Linked DNA regions of Mus musculus: regions 2, 3 and 4 are each linked to region 1. A link is a contact called in public Hi-C and HiChIP or PLAC-seq data. All regions are on one chromosome and are shown on one strand. The core of a region is the stretch at or near the end of the contact, and the rest is flanking DNA. Distances in the headings are between cores, read along the strand shown. Region 1 has its middle 15 kb from the start of Ifnb1. Region 2 overlaps Focad (focadhesin). Region 3 holds the start of Klhl9 (kelch-like 9). Region 4 overlaps Focad (focadhesin).

Region 1 (3,309 bases), core at 323-2,822:
GACTTAGCTTTGGGGTTTCCCCCCTGGCCATCCCTAGATCCAGCTGTTCACAGGCCACTGTGGGTTCCATCCAAGTCTTCTCTTGCTGAGGTTCAAAATGTGTTATGCCAAACTATCACAACTTGGAAAACTACAGAAGAAAGTTATTTTCTTTTCGGTATGCAATGCCCATCAAAGACATTTTCACTTTCCCTCACTTAAATTAGGAGGTAAGAGGATGCTCATGTGAGAGGTGTACTGGTCCCCTCACCCCTACCCCGTGGAAGAAAGGAATGAGAACAGGAAGGCCACAAGAGGATTCTCCACAAGGTGCTTTGCTGACACCCCCCCCTCCACACACACACACACCTACTTGTTTCCTGCCACTAGGTCACTATGTCCACTTACCAGATCATAAAACCTGCTGTCTGTTTTGTTTTGTTGAGGTTAGGTTTCTTTGTGGAGTCCTGGCTACCCTGCAATTAGCTCTGGTAACCAAGTTGGCCTCAAACTCAGAGATGTGCTTGCCTTTGCCTCCAGAGTGCTGGAATTCAAGGTGTGCCATCATGCCCACCTTGAACCTCCAATTTTAAAGGTTCCCAAGTCACAGAGACGCGCTCAAACTTTGCTTAATTTTTCCTTTCTAGACTCTTATTTCAGGGTGTTGACGACAAATGTGGTACTGGTAAGAACCTTTTTGTCCTTCTGTATACAAAAGATGACCAGATGATCTTCCAGCCTGCACTCTCCTACAGTTGGAATGTTCTCATCGTGGGTTAAGGATCCTGAGACACACAGGATTGCTCACCCAGGACCATCCATCCTGTCCCTGACAGACTCCCGTTGGCGCAGAGCCTGGATTTGCTTTTCCTTTGGCGTAACAGACAGCTCTGTGCACAGCTGCTTTCTCGTTCATTGTTAGCGATGGGTTTAGGGACTTGCAAGTGTCAACCTGACTGGATGATTAAATGGCAAGGTGTCATTTCTGGGTATTCTGTGATGTGTTTTCAGAAGGAAATGATGGGTGAGGTAGTAAACTGAATCAGGAGGGTCAGTAGAGGCACCAATCACTTAGGGGTCCAGGTAGAACAAACGGGGCAAAGAGTGTGTGCCTTCCTCTATTCCCCCCTGCATTTGGACAAGTGCCTTTTTCTGCCTCTGAGCACAACTGCAGGATCTGTCAGTCCTTTTGACTGCAATGGCCTCCTAGAGTTCTTGTTCTTTGTCTTGGGATAGAATTATATTCCAGTCTTTCTGGTTTGGAGGCTTCCAAACTTGGACTGAGCTGTGCTCCTGGTATCCCGAGGCCTTCAGCTTGCAGGTAGCCTGTCCTGTGACCTCTCAGCTACCATAACCACATGAGACGATCTCGTACAAATGCCATTCCTCCTTTTACTCCTTCCCTCCCGGGGGTGAGCAAAGCCGAAGAAGACACAACCCCCACCAACCCCACACCCCCGCTAGTGTACACACGCCATTGTCCATTCTCTGTTTGCTTCCTGTCTCAGTTTCTGGCCTTCTACAGAGAAACAGCCAAAGCAACACTCTCTGCATCGCTAAACTTAGAACTCAACTTAGTGATTTCCTCACCAAGGGTTGCGTAATGAACTATGAACCACGAGCACAAAAATAACAAAGAGGATGACACAACAGGCGAAAGGGAAACTAAACACGTTAGTTGTCAGACTGGATTTGAAGATCGGGGCCAGGAGTCCCCTCCAGCCAGGCTGAAAGTAGTCCAGCTATCTTCTCAGAACAGGGGATTTTTTTTTCCTTCTGCCTGCCTTATGCTTTTCTGGCGAAAACTTTACTGTGCCTAAACACAAAGAGAAATAGAAAAGTGCTGAATAAGGTGTGGTCTTGTAACCAGGCAGCACGGTGCCAAGAGCAATGGCACTAGCTGTAACTTGGAAATTTTGGCAAAAAGCTTGGTGCGGGCACCTAGCAAATGGTTCTCTCGTCCTCTTCCTTGTAAGAAGTGAAGTTAGCCTAACAAAGTTCCTGACCAGTTCTCTTGGGATGGCTTTGCCTCAGCTCATAAACCTAGAATGTTCTAATGGTTATTAACATAGAAGATCCAAGGCACAAGGAACACTCACTCGCAGCCAGGTACCATTCTGAGCAAATCAACTAAACAAAACAATGAGCCACAAGTCTATGACCTAGTATCACATACTCATTTAAAATTTATAGCTAAGGAAACTGGTTGCACACCAACCTTTCTTCTTTCCCTGTGTTAAGACACTAAATGTAGTCCTCTAGTTTAGACGTTTAACAGGAACATTCAATACCTAGCGGGCTTCCCATCTGCCACTCCTAACCAAAGGAAGACATTTTTCATTTCAGTACAACCCATATGCTTTATTTATAAAACACCCATCTGTCAACTCATTGCCTTAGCTCCTGCTTGTGTACCCCAACCCTTCTTTCAGCTTACTTCACCTTCTCTCCTAAACTTCCATCAGTTCTAACATGAAGGTTATGTGTGGGTGTCTCTCCATTTTACTCTCTGCTTTGGACCTATGAGTCTTTGCATACATGAATATGCTAGAAAATCCATTGTTCTGAGATTTGCATCTGAGCTCCCTGTCATTGGCACAGCAGCCCACCAGAAATTTAGCAGGGTTCCTGTCTCTCCATATTTTCATTGATATGTGTTATCTCCTTATCTGATTCTAGTTGGTTTTTTTTTTTTTTAACATGGGTCTGAAGTGGTAGCTCATTCTGATTTTGATGAGAATTTCCCTAGTGATGCTAGTCACATCCAATTTAAACTTTCTTGCCTGTGTCAAGTACATTCCTTTCTTCTCTCTCTCTCTCTCTCTCTCTCTCTCTCTCTCTCTCTCTCTCTCCCTCTCTCTCTCTCCCTCTCTCTCTCTTTCAGATAAGGCCTCTCAGTGACCTAGAACATCCTGAGTGTGCCAGGCAGTGTGGTCAGTGAGTCCCAGGGATCTGTCTGTCTCCATCTTCCTAGCAGGTGGTCACACCAGGCTTTGTAAAATGTGGGTTCTGGGGATCAGATAACTCAGATCTTCATGTGTGTGAGACATTCATGTACAGACTGAACTATGGCCCAAGTCTGCCATTTGTCTGTCTTTAAAATTGGGTTTTCTCCTTATTACTGGGTTCTATTAGTTCCTTCTGTAGCATTCTGGATTCCTTGTGAGATATGTAATTTACACAAATTTCTCTTCTATATCTTGACCTTTTCCTTTCTTTTCTTTTCCTTTTTAAATTACCTTAATTTTTTTACAGTCCAGTTGTTAACCCCCTCCTGGTCTGCCTTCCCACAGTTCCTCATCCCATTTCTCCTCCTGTCTCCAAGAGGAT
Region 2 (3,309 bases), core at 504-3,003, 230 kb before region 1:
GTCCGGTGAACATGTAAGAGGAAAATTGACTTTATCATCAAGAAAAACCTGGGTTGAACCTATAGTAAGATCACATTTCATACCACCGGAGTGGATAAAAGATGGAAAATACCAAGTACAGTTGCTGCTATGTTCCCATGGGTTTCTACATCTGAGGATTCAACCAACTGCAGATCAAAAGTATTTCTAAAAGTTTACAGTTCTGAACATATGCAGACCTTTTCTTGGGATTAGTTCCCAAACACTGCAGCATAGCAACTGTTTGTGCCACATCTGATGTCTACGTTGTATTCTTTATAAATAATATAGAGGTCATAAGACATGCAGGAGGACGTGATTAGATTATATGCAAATCCTATGCCATTTTATATAAGGGACTTGACTATTCATGGATTTTGCTAACCATGGGGGTTTTGGAACCGTTCCCCATGGGCACTGAGCAAAGGCTTTCGCTGCAGTAACTAGGACAGCTGTTGCAAATATAAGTTCCTCTGATATTTTTAAAATTGATTCTGAACAAATACCCACAGTACTTGGGATTTTATTTTTCCAGAACTTGAACCCCGATTGGTGCTGCCAGAGACGTAAGTCCACAGCAGTACTATTTGCCCAGTGTTTAACTCAGGAGCTACCTGGTGCCTGTTTGCAGTAAAAAGAATACACAACTCTTGCATATTCATGTAAAGGAATATGATGAGGGAGTGAGGAGACCATCGCCAGTGAGAGCAAGATGATTCCCAAAACAGCGAGGGTGGGTGAAGGAAGTGAGATGTGAAGACATATTCATGTTCTAACTCCATTCATAAAAAGAGCCATGATAGGCAAAGTGGCAGCTAGAAGTGGTGCTGCCAGCCGAGTTGGAGGCGTGACAGGAAGGTGTGCCCAAAGGCTTCTGAGAGGCACATAATGACTTGGTTCTTGTTCTGTGCTCTGCTTAGACATGTCTTCTCAGTGAAAAACAATTTACTGAGCCATGTTTATAAAGTGTGCACCTTTCTCTGTCACTACTAAGAATACATGTTGGAAATGTAGTCATCTGTATGTTTTGCCATCTCGGTCCTTCAGTATGTCTTTTTGTTGGCTCAGAATTACCAATTTTCCACAGGTTTCCTGGGGTTACCATAAATTACTTTACTGGCTTCCTTGGCTTTTGATTGACTTGGGGCCTACCTGGTGCTGGGAGTTCATTGAGAACTCAGTTAACCACAGTTACAAAGGTGGGGAAAAGAGGCCCAACCAAAAGCTTGTTGATGCACGTGGAATCTCAGCTTGTTTCGTGTGTGGGCATGGGCTAAGGGCCTTAAGTTATCAAGAGCTGACATTATACTATGCACATACTTTTATTTAATGAAACTTATCTTAGGATAAAGTTTAATAGTACCAATGTTTTGTAAAATGTGAAATGAATTCAAATTATAAATTTCCTTTTTTGTAAATATTTATACTGGTAAATGTTAATTATAAGTGACTTGTAAATAAATTATATTTTAAATGTTAATTTTTATATCCACTTTTTTCATTCTTTGGACATTAATATTCAAAAATAATAATTTGCTCAATAATTTATATTTTCATTGATAATTTCTGCATTCAAATTGGCTGAGTGTGAATTACTGGGAATATAATTTGTAATTTTCTCTCATTGAAAATGCTCATCCTGAATTTCTTTCTTTTGAAAGGTGGCATGCTGTTTTGCTATGATCTTGCCATGTATCAGAGCAAAGATGGCAAGCCACTGAATCGGCTGATGGCCAGTAGAGGGCGAAGCTTCAAGCAGACAACACTGGCTCTCATTCATGAAGTAGGTGCTGTCCTATGCCCCATTGGCTCTTTGTGTTTTGGTCTCCCCTTCCCTTTATGTGTAGGAACAGGAGTTTGTTTGGAATGGGTTTTTGTTTTGTTTTGTTTTGTTTTGTTTTGTTTTTTACTTTGCTACAGTTAGCATAGGTTGCTTTTAATGCTTCCAAAATAGCTGGCCAAATAAGATGATTAGTCCTGTGTTTCTACAACAGAGAGTTGACACTTCCCCACTGCCCTGCAGTGTTATGAGGAAGTAGCCTGGAAAGATTTTACTTGTTTACTTATTTCAGCAATGTTTAGATTGTTTACATTGTTTAGATTGAATTTCAACCTATGTAAAGAAAAAGTACTCCCTTTGTTTCTCTTAAAAACTGTGTGTGTGCGGGGGGGGGGGGGCAGCAGGGGATCTATACATGTGCATGTGGGCATCAGAGGACAACTTGCAGAAAGTGAGTGGCTTTCCCTTCCACCATGTGGTTTCTGGGATGGAACCCAGGTCGTGATGCTCAGAGGCTAACACTTCCCTGTGTTGAGCACCCTCTGACCCCTTCCTTTACCTTTTTATGTATGTGCATGCCTGTGACACACATAGAATTTACAGGGTAGCTTGTAAGAGGTACTTTTTTCTTTCTACCTTGTGGATTCTAGGGTGAAACTCAGGCTGTCAGGCTTGGCAGCAAGCAAGTGCCGTCACCCATGCCATCAGCATGCTGGCTCCTGCAGAGTACTTGAAGTCTTTTTTGATAACAGTGCCTATCATTCAGTTAAGAGAAGGAATTGTGGGAGAAGTATTGTTTCTCCTGGGTAAAAATGCTTAAGCAAAGCAGAGGAAAACAGGTCATTTCTGTACCTGCTATTTGCAGTCATCGCCTGGGTTAGCATGGAGAAGAAAGAGATTCGCTACCTTTATCATTTTAAGCCCTGCGTATAGGTATTTTCAGGACAAATCCAAGTTTAAACTCTTTATGAAAAATTGATTTGAAAAGTTATCAGAACAGAAAAATTTTAAAAAGGTGTGGGCTAGTAGAAGCTATGATAAATTTAGCTAATGTATCAGAAGTTATGGGCTATGTATGAGCAGAGGATGTGCCTGGATTAAGGCACTTGTAGCTTGAGGTATAGAGGACCTAGAACATATCACAGAGAGGAGAAAATGGCAGTATTATTTGTGAGAGATTTTGCCAAATGGGATTTTAGTTCAGATTGAGTTCCCATGACCTAGTGCTTAACTGTGTTGTTGTGGAGGTTAACTGTCTTGTCAACTGGAGTTCGAGATCAAACAGCCACATTATGCAACTCATGACTGTTTAACTCTAGCTCTCTGGGATTCAACATGCTTCTGGCCTCCATGCATACACATGTATACACATGTGAGCAGGAACACACATACACACTTACACACACAGATGAAACAATCCATTGGTTTGTTTTTCTAATTTATTAATCATTTTATTTATTTAACATTTCAAATGTTATTCCCCTTCCTTCTCCCTTTTGCCTCTAAGAGGG
Region 3 (3,309 bases), core at 227-2,726, 180 kb after region 1:
GCCCTTTCGTCGTACATTCGTAACTCTTTACTGACAACTAGCTGTTGTCTCAAAACTCCTCCTAAGGTAACCAAATGAGTAGAATCAGATCGAATGGCAGTTCTGTCCGACTGCATCACCGGCTGCATATACGGCATCATTTGGTAATTGCTTGCTTCCAAAAGTAAATTCACACAGGTATTGTCTGTTCTCATGAAATCTACTGTCTGCACATAGTTGATGAGATCCTGTGGTGTCATCAGTGGAAAGCGAATATTCTTCATTAATTTTGCGGCATAGTCCATCCGAGGGTCTTCCAGCCTCAGCCAGCGGCAGGCTGCCTTGAAGAGCTCAAGTTCCGAACAGTGCTTGAGACTATTGCTGGAAAGCACAAAGGCAAGCCGTTCAAAGGGGAGTTTCAGAAACTCCCCAGTATTCAACAAGGCAGGAAAGTTCTTCAGGATGAAATTATTTACGTATTTATCCACTTCTATAAGATTGTAGGTGTTAGCAATCCGGCCAACCTCCACACAGTTATCCAAAGAGACGCCTGATATAAGAAATACTTTACAAAAATCCAAAACCGGCAAGATCTGTAGAAAGCTGGCAGCTTCAAGAGTGTCCTGAAGATTGTCCATATTAAGAGACAGTTTTGCAGTATAAATAAAATCAATGATTTTCTTCAGACCAACTTTGTTCACCCCATGAAGCTTGATGCACATCAAATCTTTCTCTTTCATTCCTCCAGTGAACATGGCCTTGAAATAATCACTGGCAGACGCCATCATGGCTCTATGAACCGGGAAGATTTCCTCTCCATCGCCAGGTACCAGCGTCACGTCACAAAGTAGGCCCTCTATTCTGAGCTGATCAAAGCCTTGCAATACAACCGAACTGTGCGTGTTGCTGGTAAAAAACCGCGTAGTTCCAGACTTGCAAGGCTGCAGGTGGGCAGAGACGCCCATGTCGCCGTTACCCAGAGACACCTTCATGGGAGAAGCCGGAGCTCGCTGCGAGCTGCAGGCCGCAGACGTTACAAAGAGAACGCTCTCGGGAAACCCCGGGGCCGCCGAACCAAGGGCAAGCAAGCGGTCGCCGCAGCACCGCTCTGGGCACACCGACGTCCGCCCTGCAGCAACAGCAGCACGCACCTCAAATCTGCCAGGAGAGCGGGTGAGTCATCACCCGGGGCAGTTACGTGACCGCTTCACCTCCTCCGGTCCCGGGCTGTCGTCCTTCGCCGCTGCGCTCAGGGCGGGGGAGGGGCCGTCACGGCCTGCGCACCCCGGCTGCCGCCCTCCAAGGCTCAGCCACCCCAACGAGCTGCGGCCGCGTCCTCTGCGATCCCCGCTGTGTCGTCGCGGCTACGGACTTGGCTTGGAGCAGGGCCTGGAATCCCGACTTGGGCCTAGAACGGCGGCCTAGCACCGAGAGCCAGCCCGACCTTCCGGAAAGGCAGAATCCCAGGATCCCCCGGGCTAGGAGCGGCTGCACAGCTAGTGCGCTTGCGCGGCTGAGCTGGCAAGGGGGCGGTGGATGGGGGCAGGGCGCGGGCGGGACTGGGGGCGGGGTTCCGGCCGGCCAGCGAGGCCGGTGCAGGGTCCATTATGTAAGCTTGTAGGAATGCGCGTGCGTGTGCTTAAGCTTGCTTTTCAAGAGCGCGTTCTTTTCAAGATTTACGCTTAAGGTCTTTGCCAGAGCAGCAACGAAAGGCAACCTTTGTTCAAACACAAGAAGCCTGGCAGAAGAAATCATTGTATCGTTTTATTTATTTATTTTCTTCAAGAACAGTTTTACAGTTTGCGTCACACTCAATTAAAAATGTTGATTGTAAAAGGTTTTTTGTTTGTTTGTTTAACATTTAAGACACATGAGATTTAACTTGCCACTAAATTTTGGTCCTAATGATACATTTTTTTAATATTTGGCAGGAGAGATAATGCCTTCATAAATACGGTTTTCAGGGTTTTGTTTTCCAAACACTATTTTTAACTGGCTACAGTTTTCCAGTAGTTGAGCATGTTATAGTTTACTTTGTCCACTGTTTTCATCAGTGTACAAATGTCCTCCATTATCTTATGGACTCTGTAATAAGCGCAGATGATTTGAACACAAAACGTTATCCTGATTTGGATAATGATAATATTTGGTAGAATATTCAAGTCAATGTTTCCAAAATAGTTACCCTTTGCGTTTCCCTTGTGTTGAACTTTGCTTTTATAAGTATTTTTTATTAACATGCAGTTCTCTAGCTACTGGCAAATTTTAACTTTGATTTGAGAATAAGTATATAATTTGCCGTAGTTCTCTGTTCTCGAAGTTCCAAATCCTTCTAGCGTTTACTTGTATGCAGACTAAGAATATACTTACATTCTTATGCTCCACTTCCTGGCTCTTTTCTAAATGGCATGTATCCTACTGGATTTTTTTTTTCCAGTTCAAGATTTTCCAAAATTGGTATATAGAGAGCTTACTTACAACCTGTTGATGACCCCAAAAAAATGTATGTAATTTACTTAACTATAGGTGATTAATCTTCCTTTATTTCTCCTTCCTTCTTCTCCCGGTGGTTTCCGGCCAATTGCAGCAATCCCGGGAAACTAGTAGAACAACATTCTTTTCCCCAAACTAGTAGAACAACCTGTGGTCGTCGTTCCTTCCCCCCCCCCCCCCCAGGTGCCCTGTTATACCAGAGCTTTGTTGAAATGAGAATGGTCTTGAGAAGTTCTTCCCAGGAGCTAAGTTCTGGGAGGCTGCTTGGTTCAGGAGTTGGGGTAAGCCTTTCCTGAGTGGCTCTGACATGTCACCTGGCTGTGAAGAGGCACTTCCGAGAGATTAATTTCTACCTGTAGGGAAAGAAAGAACAAGATCACTTCCTGAGAAGGTGCCAGAGCAAACTTCAAGACATCGGTCCTTTCCCTACTAAGCTAGCAAGGTTAATGAGAAACCAGGCATGAACATTTATGGTTATTAGGGACACATGCTCCTCATATTTCAATGGTTTATTTTACATTTATTTTTATGTTCATTGGTGTTTTGTCTGCATGTATGGCTATGCGAGGATGTCAACTGGAGTAACAGGCAGGTGTGATCTATCCTCTAGATGCTTGGAACTGAACCCTGGGTCCTCTGGAAGAGCACCCAGTGCTCTTTACCTCTGAGCCATCTCTCCAGCCACCAACATTTAACTATTTTAAAAGATTATTTTGGGGGCTGGTGAGATGGCTCAGTGGGTAAGAGCACCCGACTACTCTTCCGAAGGTCCAGAGTTCAAATCCCAGCAACCACATGGTGGCTCACAACCATCCGTAACAAGATCTGACTCCCTCT
Region 4 (3,309 bases), core at 477-2,976, 140 kb before region 1:
CTCAATCTCTTGGCTCTGGTCTTTTTTATTCCTCGAGATGGTCTTTAGTGGAAGATGTGTGTTATTGAAATCTGCATTTTTTTCCCTCTCACTAACACCATTACTCACACCTGTCCACTCCAGCAACTGACATCTTTCTGTCACTTGCTGAACACATGCTATGTACTTGGTACCCGCTAGCATTTGGTTCATGTTGACGACATCAGCCTTAATGTCTAATGTCTCTGGCAGCTCATTTTAAAAGTTAGCCTTATTGGGTTGTAATTTATGTATCCTAAAAGTGGCTACTTTAATGGTAAACTTCGGTGAGTTTTAGTGCATTTATGTTTCTAGTCATTGTCATGGATATTCATACCACACAACATGACATTGGGCCTATTTTTAGTTAGTCTCAGCTGAGACTCAAGCCATCAAGAATGTGCTGTCCATAATTATTCCTGTGTGTGTGTGATGTACAGGTGCATGGGTTATGTAGAGTATGGGGAGTGGAGGTCAAAGGCCAGTGTTGCCTGTCTTCCTTAGGTGTACTCCTATTTTTTTTGAGCCAGGGTCTCTCACTGAACCTGGAGCTCATGATTTGGCTAAACTGTCTGGTGGGCATGCCCCAGGGATTCCGTTTCCTGTGTTTCCCCAGCACTGGGTTTACAGGAAGCTCTGGGATTGCAGGCACACTGCCATGCTTTTTCACATGGGGGCTGGAGATTGAAAGTTTGTACACACCAGCACTTCACTCTTCAGACCCTGTCCTTCTTTTCCTCTCTCACTGTTTCATGGTTTCCGTGAGAAATGTGTACAGTGTGCTATGACTGTATTAACTCCATCCCACTGTCCTTTCATACCCACCCCCTTCCCTACCCACCCAACTTTGTGTCCATTTTCTCTTTTTCTTTAAATCCATCAAGACCAATTTATGCTGCCCAGATACTCTTGGGCATGTGGCCTTCTCCTGGAGTGACATAGATGTACCAGGGGCCACATGCATAATGAAGCTGACTTTCTTCCTAGAAGTTGTCAGTTACTCATAGCTCCTAAGCTAGGAATGGGACTTTGTGCCCATTTCCCCTCTCTGTTGTCCATGCTGGCTTGGTCTGGCTTGAACACCTACAGGCCTTGTGTAGCTACCCCTATACATTTAAACTGTACATACATTTTAGAAAGTCTTTAGCATTGAATTGTATTATGAAGCTTTGTACCTAGGAAGGATGCTTTGTTATTTCTCCTTTATAGATTGATAAGCCTGAGACCTGTAGGAATTAAGCACAGTTTGATAGGGAAATATGTGGGAAGCCAATATGTGGTGGACTTCCAAGCTTTGTACCATGAACTCTTTCTTTCTGTTGAGTCAAGTGTCCAGCAGCCTATTCCGTTGACCTGAGAATTTTCTCTACAGTTCTGTAGGCCTTCCATTTCTGGTTTAGACCTATGTGGCTCTTTACATCTGGTTTGGTAATGGGTGTATGTTGTTAATTCTTAAAATTATTTAAGCTGGAATATTCTTGAAGATGAGCTCTTTAGAAAATTCACTGGAAAGATTTCATTACCTTTTTTTTCCAAGCCTACTTCATTTAGACTTGTCCATTAGTATCAAACTTGTATTATGTTTGAACTGCCATGTAACAGTTAACACTAGTCGTGCCTCATCTTGACTCTCATGCACTGTGTGCCATGGTCAGGCCCACATGCTCAGTGCCTGGCTCTTTGCTCAGAAGCAGCCCAGCATGCAAGTTCCTCTTTCCACTTCCCTGTTTTCCCTCAAAAGATGATTAAAGTATCCGATGCTTTGTGTAGTTGATTTTTTAGCAGATGGGCTTCCCATCTTTGACTTCAACGTCACACACCTGCATGTGTACCTGCACACATGCATACATAAAGTTCACACTACAGAAACAATGAAAAACATCTGAATAGCAACTATGACATTCTTCAGAAGTACATTTTATTCCCATCCCTGCAAAGATCTAAGGTATACGTGAAGCAGAGTAGTTGAATAGATTGATAGCTTCTCTTGCTAGAGAATATGGTTTTAAGACTGCATTGGAGAAGATGAGGAAATGGGTAAAATGTTTGCTGTGAAAACATAAACACCTATGCTTGGATCTCCAGCATTCATATAAAGCTTGGATGTGGTGTGTGTGTGTGTGTGTGTGTGTGTGTGTTTGCTGAGGAAGTGAAGACAGACGACCTGTGGAGCTCATTGGCCACCCAGACTATCCAATTGGTAAACTCTGTGTTCAGTGAGGAATGCTGTCTCAAAAACAAAGATGGAGTATGACTGAGAAAGACACCTGAAGTTGACACCTGTGCACCTGCACACCCATATATGTGAGCAAATATATATATATATATATATATATATATATATATATATATATATATGCATATACCATACACAAAACAGCCAAAACAATAAGAAAAAATCAGAATGGCAACCATGACATCCTTTCAGAAGTGGCATTTAGTTCCCATCTCTGAACAGGTTTAAGCTATTCAACAATTTCAGTTGAGCAGATTGATGGATCCTACAGGTACACATGTGTCACGCTGGATGAGAAGTAACCGGAACAGCTATAATTACTAGTGTCTCTTAATAGTTAATAGTGACCCTTTGGACTATGAAGCCATGGGAAAATGCAGGAGAAAGAAGTAACCCACAGCTTTTAATCTGTCTGCCCCAACTCAGTGATGACCTAGGGGCTTTGACCACCACAAACTCAGACGGACTTGTTTATGTCTGGCTTATCTGTTTCCCTTCCAGCTGAATATCAAGAAATACCTCCTGGTATCCATGCCTCTGTGGGCAAAGCACGTGTCTGATGAACAGATCCAGGGTTTTGTTGAAAACCTGATGGTGGAAGTTTTTAAAACAGCTTCCCAACCGTGCCATCCTGAGATGTGCCTAAGTGCCTTACAGGGTCTGAGCCAGGCCATGAAACTGCCCAGTCCTTCCCACCACCTCTGGAGTCTGCTCTGCGATGCTACTGGGAGAATTTTTGACCTTCTGCCAAATAGGATTCGGGTAAAGAACAAAAACATTTACATTCCTAACAGTTTATGCTTGGGCTTCTTTAAAGTCATTTTGGCAAAGGCAGGCTGGGGATGTTTTAAGAATATGGGTGGGAAGACTAGCAAGAAATGACACATTCTTAACTAGGAGTAGGTTTGTTTCAAGACTGAAATTGAGGTTCAGTGTTTAGAACCAAAGCTTTGAGCAAGCTTAGGGGTAAGTTAACCAGTGCTGTACCGAAAGCCTGCTGAAGATTAGCAAGCACAGACATCTGTCCCCAGTGTACCTCGGTGGCATTGTCTTAT

Evidence for each region. A called contact is a pair of places that touch in the nucleus more often than the background predicts. HiChIP or PLAC-seq counts read pairs in DNA pulled down with a chosen protein or histone mark.
Region 2: a contact with region 1 is called in a Hi-C map of bone marrow-derived macrophages, with 8 times the contacts expected there. The contact joins two enhancer-like sites. A contact is called at or near these places in 2 of 39 promoter capture datasets (the 3T3-L1 cell line and hippocampal neurons), 1 of 15 datasets of contacts at CTCF or cohesin (pro-B cells), 59 of 484 Hi-C or Micro-C datasets (the 3T3-L1 cell line, 3T3-L1-derived adipocytes, the Ba/F3 cell line and 41 more), 6 of 115 datasets of contacts at active chromatin or transcription factors (the NIH/3T3 cell line, bone marrow-derived dendritic cells, bone marrow-derived macrophages and 3 more) and 2 of 9 other capture datasets (liver and macrophages).
Region 3: a Hi-C map of liver shows a contact between it and region 1, with 2.4 times the contacts expected there. The contact joins the promoter of Klhl9 here to the enhancer-like site in region 1. A contact is called at or near these places in 1 of 39 promoter capture datasets (liver), 2 of 15 datasets of contacts at CTCF or cohesin (CD8 T cells and the NIH/3T3 cell line), 2 of 484 Hi-C or Micro-C datasets (liver and muscle stem cells) and 2 of 9 other capture datasets (adipose tissue and macrophages).
Region 4: an H3K4me3 HiChIP or PLAC-seq map of bone marrow-derived macrophages shows a contact between it and region 1, with 4 times the contacts expected there. The contact joins two enhancer-like sites. A contact is called at or near these places in 1 of 39 promoter capture datasets (macrophages), 1 of 15 datasets of contacts at CTCF or cohesin (the NIH/3T3 cell line), 7 of 484 Hi-C or Micro-C datasets (the CH12 cell line, Th1 cells, bone marrow-derived macrophages and 3 more), 4 of 115 datasets of contacts at active chromatin or transcription factors (bone marrow-derived dendritic cells, bone marrow-derived macrophages, microglia and 1 more) and 3 of 9 other capture datasets (adipose tissue, liver and macrophages).

Annotation. Positions count from the first base shown.
Region 1 is chr4:88,536,014-88,539,322 of GRCm38.p6, forward strand. No RefSeq gene overlaps it. Among named protein-coding and RNA genes, the nearest start is that of Ifnb1, 15 kb to the left of the region's middle. Within about 2 kb of position 1,573, at least 121 of the 459 cell types and tissues checked have an H3K27ac peak or open chromatin away from gene starts, as enhancers often do. A contact at or near this core is called in CD8 T cells, the NIH/3T3 cell line, adipose tissue and 4 more, where this site is marked.
Region 2 is chr4:88,308,113-88,311,421 of GRCm38.p6, forward strand. It overlaps Focad (focadhesin), which reads left to right. Exons shown (of 44, transcript NM_001081184.1): 21 at 1,680-1,801. Among named protein-coding and RNA genes, the nearest start is that of Hacd4, 130 kb to the right of the region's middle. Within about 2 kb of position 1,754, at least 4 of the 459 cell types and tissues checked have an H3K27ac peak or open chromatin away from gene starts, as enhancers often do. A contact at or near this core is called in bone marrow-derived macrophages, where this site is marked.
Region 3 is chr4:88,721,032-88,724,340 of GRCm38.p6, forward strand. It overlaps Klhl9 (kelch-like 9), which reads right to left and starts at 1,477. Exons shown (of 1, transcript NM_172871.2): 1 at 1-1,477. The coding sequence starts at 971.
Region 4 is chr4:88,394,220-88,397,528 of GRCm38.p6, forward strand. It overlaps Focad (focadhesin), which reads left to right. Exons shown (of 44, transcript NM_001081184.1): 38 at 2,756-3,016. Among named protein-coding and RNA genes, the nearest start is that of Hacd4, 43 kb to the right of the region's middle. Within about 2 kb of position 1,727, at least 11 of the 459 cell types and tissues checked have an H3K27ac peak or open chromatin away from gene starts, as enhancers often do. A contact at or near this core is called in bone marrow-derived macrophages and microglia, where this site is marked.